2 separate regions of the Zea mays genome follow, and region 1 is linked to region 2. Evidence: chromatin contacts called from public Hi-C data. All regions are on one chromosome and are shown on one strand. Each heading gives the region's core, a stretch centred on a gene start, on an enhancer-like site or on the middle of the called end of the contact. The rest is flanking DNA. Distances are from core to core; before and after follow the strand shown. Region 1 holds the start of LOC100192039 (putative O-glycosyl hydrolase family 17 protein). Region 2 holds the start of LOC100383344.

Region 1 (2,700 bases), core at 136-2,635, 200 kb after region 2:
GTATGAAATATTTTAAGAAGATTAACACGTGGACCATAACTTAAAAGCTAGGCCACATGAATGCCTAGCGTGATCAGAGAGGCGTTTTTGAGAACCCATTCTAAACCACTTCTCAGCAAATCCACACCAACATGCCTCATTTAGATCTAAAACCAATTCCCACCCATCTAAACAACACCGATCTCAATACCCACCCCATAAAACCCATTTCAACCATGCATATTAGTAGTCCTACATCTATTTGGCTAATGCAAACTTTAACCTAATTCAACATCTAAGACGACCGTATTTATATACATCAAGAAAATTATGGATCCACATTATCATATTGCAATCTACAACAAGTGATTCCTTTCACGTATGGTCTTAGCACATGGGTCTTATCCAGTGATCAAAATTTGAAGATGTGTGCCTAGCCTATCTTATATGCACACAACCCTTATATGTCATGAAAGGCTAGGTGCATGTTTGTTTGAGATTATAATCTACCTAGATTATATAATCACTTAGTTCAAAATAAGTTAGATTATATAATCTAGGTAGATTATAATCCTAAACAAACAAACAAACACTAAGCATATTCTCGACAAACTTAGACAATTATTATTTGACTTTAGATTCTGTTTGTTTACCCTCGAGATTATATAATCCAATTTAAATAAGTTAAGAGGTAAACAAACAACACATATTATTGGATGGATTATACAATCTAGATACCTAGATTATTATTATCCATAAACATATCATTAGATACTTATATAATCCTATAAGTTAGATTATATAATATTGGAATGAAACAAACATATCCTTATATAATCTTATAAGGTGGAATGAAACAAACATAGCCTTATATAATCTTATAAGGTCGATTAAATAATCCAGTTTATAGATTATATAAGCATCTAACCTGCTTATAGATTATCAATTTAATATAATCTAGATATCTAGATTGTATAATTTAAATAATAATTTATATTGTTTATTTACCATTTAATTTATTTAAACTGAATTATATAATCTCGAGGGTAAATAAACAAGGCCTTAGACTCACACACTCCCTGTCCTGTTTGTGTCAACCTAGAAGATTAACGCCCATAACGTGGAACAAAAAGCAACCACAAGCACAAGTCCAAGAGCAAGAGGCATGGTTTCAAAAAATAAAATAAAAATAAACCCAAGGGTTGGCAACGTACACGATACACCTACAGACTTTGAACTGGGGTCGATCCGCAAAACGGCCAAGGAATAGGAAAGCTACCCTGCTCGTCCCCACCATCGCCGGTCCACGACACGCACGCACAGAGCACCACACCACCGCCACGGCGCCTGCCCCTGTCCTGCTACTTCCGCACCCGGCTCGGCTGCTTCCTCCCCCTCCCACTCCACTCCGCGTTTTCAAAAATCAAAACCCCAGCCGGAACAGCGAAACCCCTTCCACCATAGCCCGTAGGAAACGGAGCAGCGGTTGCGGTTTCTCTCTCCGTCGCTCTCACCGCTCGCCGCCGTCTCCGTATCCGGTCCGCAAGGCGGGCCTGGCGTCAAGGTCCTCCGCTCCGTCCCCTTCACTCGCGACCGGAGTCCCCTCTTCGTTGGTTCGCCAATCTACTTCGTCGGCCCACCCCTTTTCCCCCGATCGATCTCTCCTCGCTAAGCGAACTATCTTGACCTCCCTCCCTCGTGCGAGATTAGCCAGTAGAAAGTTCCCCGCTTTTCATCCAGGCACACTTCCACCACCTCGCTTTGCTGCTTCACTGCTTGCTTCTGTTGGGCGGAGTGCTAATAGGACGGCACGGGAGTCAAGATTCCTCCTCCTTAACCTGCCCTTTCGTGTTGCCGTTGTTGGTGGTTTGGTTTGTGATTGCGGTGGCGCTGGAGTTGCGGTGTGTGTGAAGCGAGGGATCCGAGATTCTTGTGGATTCTGTTCTACTTTTCGATTGCTGCTGATTCTCTCTCCCGTGCGACGGCACAAGCGGCGGTGTGGGGAGAGCATCCGCCGTTGCCCGGCCTTGGAGGGCCCCGGTCCGTCTATGGAACTTGCCGCCCCGGTGCCACGCCCCGGCCCGGAACTGAAGTGCTCAGCAAGGCGCTTCTTGCCTGCCACTCTCACGCTGCTGGTGCCTACTGTGGCAGTCCCCTGTTTGGTTCCCGCTCCTCACTGACCGGCTACGGGGCTGCGATAATGGTGCCTCAGATGGTGCTGCTCCTTTGCTGCTGTCTCCTGGCGTTCCCGCCACATGGTACTGATATTTTTCCTTTATTGATGATACATATTCAGTTCCGTGATTTAGCGTTGTCGTGTTCAATTGGCGACAATTGCAATAGATGCCGTTACCATGTACTTTTGTTATACTGAAATTTGATTGGTGGTGTTTGTTGCCTCCTGGCGTTCCCGCCACATGGTACTGATATTTTTCCTTTATGATGATACATATTCAGTTCCGTGATTTAGCGTTGTCGTGTTCAATTGGCGACAATTGCAATAGATGCCGTTACCATGTACTTTTGTTATACTGAAATTTGATTGGTGGTGTTTGTTGCCTCCTGGCGTTCCTGCCACATGGTACTGATATTTTTCCTTTATGATGATACATATTCAGTTCCGTGATTTAGCGTTGTCGTGTTCAATTGGCGACAATTGCAATAGATGCCGTTACCATGTACTTTTGTTATACTGAAATTTGATTGGTGGTGTTTGTTGTG
Region 2 (2,700 bases), core at 119-2,618:
TACGGTTTCTAATAAAACGAGACCCATTAATTAAAAGATAAAAATAATAATATATAGAATTAATTGAAACCAAATTCTTAGAGAAGGAACTTCTAGAATCAAGGATCTATAATAAAGTAAAATTAAGTGTAGAAATCAATGGCTATATTGCAATAGAATAAAAAAAACCTTTTGTTTCGATTTTCTTTCTTATAACAAACACACGGTACTAGCTTAACTACTCAAAGTTAATTTGAGGAAAAACATATAAAGGACTACAAATATATATTATTATATTTATTATTGAATATATATTTATGATATAACTATGTTGAGTCATAAATATTAACAATACATTTTCACAAGTTTAGTAGAACTACATGTTCTAATGATTTAGGGCCACTTGGTAGGGTTTTTTTGGAGCAGATTTGTTCACGAAGTTTTTTTTAAAGTTGCCATGATTTTATTCTTTTTTTCGGCGTATGGGATCCAAGGTGACAGTGAGATACAAAGAGATGTAGAGTTATATCAAATAATTTAGCGAGTCTTAGATCTATGGCAGAGCTGCTTCACGGTGCATCTAGATAAATATAGGATCCAGGTTCACTTCTTCTACCCGTGGAGCTCTATCAAACAAGCATTCAATATAGCTCTCACAGATTCAGATCATGAGTATGTATGTTCATTTATATTTGGAAGTGAGAGTTAAAGAAAAAATTGCTCCTCGCTCCTCTCTATCCAAAGGCAACATATTCAGTGTTCACGTGCATATTTTAAATCTAAGACATTTATCTCACATTGTGTATATGACATCCTGCCATTTGAACATAAATAGGTTCCCCTGTTCAAAACCCTCTAGCAACCTATCATCCCAAACGAAGATCTTGAGCCTACCTATCTTTTGAATTTGTTCTCCTCTAAAACCACACCGTTTTCACACACAACTTGACCCATCTAACCACGGCGCGAGCTCCACACAGCTCTGTCCCTCAGCCGCCGTAGACCGACGCCCTGGTTGCTGTCCGCTCATGGCAGCCAAGCATGTAAAACCTTGCGGCGGCCAATCATTGGTAGCCAAGGGCAAATCAGTACCCGTCCGGCAGTCCAACCGCCGTCGCGCTCACCCACCCGCTGCCCCGCGTTCCGTCGCGTAGCCCGCAGCTCGTTTCGTCCGTCCGCTCTCGGGCCCGCCCCTCCACCAACGGGCCCCACCTCCCAAAGCGACAGCCACTGCGGCAGCCGGCGGGCCAACACGGGACCCACGGCGCGTATCGCTGCGGCCACTCAGCGGACGCCACGCCGGACGCCATCACGTGCGCGCGCCGCGCGGGCTTATAAATATTCGCGGCCCCGTGGGATGTCAGTGACTCAGTGGCACGGGCGCGGACACTGCCGCTCGCGATATTTGCGAGAGAGAGAGAGAGAGGGCCCGAGAGCCGAGGACGAGTGAAGTCTGGCTGGCGTGATGCTGCTTCGGAGCGCGTCCTCGCCGCTGCTCAACTGCGGGCGCGCGCCGGCTGCGGCGGCGTCGGTCGAGCACCTCGCGGTGGTTTCGCCGTTGTTGTCACCGGCAGTGGCGGCGCCTAGGCATGGGCCGGTGCTGTGCCGCGCCATGTCCGAGGGGGACCTCGCCGCGCCGCTCGTGCCCAAGAAGGACGATGGACACGGGAGGGCGCCGAGGCTGTCCCTGTCCGCGTCCTTGTCCTCGTCCGCCTCCATCTTCGTCGAGGAGGAGGACGGCGAGGGCGAGGAGGAGGAGGACCTGGTCGCGGTCGCGGGGGCCGGCGTGGACGTGCCGCTGCCGCTGCGTCGGCTGCTGACGAACACGGGGCTGGACGTGTCCGCCGCCGCGGCGCTGGCGTTCGTGGAGCAGGGCGTCGGGGGCAGCGGCGGGGGCGGGAAGGCGTGCGGCAGCAGCGGCGGCAAGGGTGGGATCGGGGACGGCGACGGTGGCAGCAACCGCGCCGCCACGGACGCCCACTACCGGCAGATGATCGAGGCGGACCCGGGCAACTCGCTGCTCCTGGTCAACTACGCCAGGTTCCTCAAGGAGGTGGCCGGGGACGCGGCAAGGGCGCAGGAGTACTGCGAGCGCGCCATCCTCGCCAGCCCCGGCGACGCCGAGGCGCTGTCGCTCTACGCGGGCCTCGTTTGGGAGACCAGCCGCGACGCTGGCCGCGCCGAGGACTACTACAGCCGCGCCGTCCAGGCCGCGCCCGACGACTGGTCAGTGACATCACCGTGATTCTTGTTACACGCCGATATACACATATACTGTCTATTCAGATCGCGCTGACAACAGTGATCTTGCTTCCGCTTCAGCTACGTCCTGGGCTCTTACGCCGGGTTCCTGTGGGACGCCGAGGAAGACGAGGAAGAGAACTCCGAGCCCTTGCCACCGCCTTCGCTGTTCCAGGGGGCAGCTCAGCGTCCTTCCATCACAGCGGCCTCTTAGATGATCGTGAACTCGATCTAGATCTCACCACCGCCTGTGAACGAAGCTGAATCTGGAACCCTGGAGAGTGGAGAGTGACTGGGTGATAACCGTGCAGAAACCCCCGACGAGTGACTCACATCGCCGGCAGGCTCCTCGCCGCTTGTGAACTGAATCACGGCACATGTAAAACTGAATCTGGCAGAGCACACACGCGCCTAAGCCTATTAGCGTCTATAGACTTTGCAGGGCTATGTATAGTAGATATGTAGATTGAGACCCTGCTG

Evidence for each region. A called contact is a pair of places that touch in the nucleus more often than the background predicts.
Region 1: a contact with region 2 is called in a Hi-C map of tassel, with 4 times the contacts expected there. The contact joins the promoter of LOC100192039 here to the promoter of LOC100383344 in region 2. A contact is called at or near these places in 2 of 25 Hi-C or Micro-C datasets (ear and tassel).

Annotation. Positions count from the first base shown.
Region 1 is chr9:96,369,902-96,372,601 of Zm-B73-REFERENCE-NAM-5.0, forward strand. It overlaps LOC100192039 (putative O-glycosyl hydrolase family 17 protein), which reads left to right and starts at 1,386. Exons shown (of 3, transcript NM_001137462.2): 1 at 1,386-2,237. The coding sequence starts at 2,180.
Region 2 is chr9:96,166,749-96,169,448 of Zm-B73-REFERENCE-NAM-5.0, forward strand. LOC100383344 reads left to right here and starts at 1,369. Exons shown (of 2, transcript NM_001176000.1): 1 at 1,369-2,205; 2 at 2,302-2,700. The coding sequence starts at 1,445. The coding sequence ends at 2,434.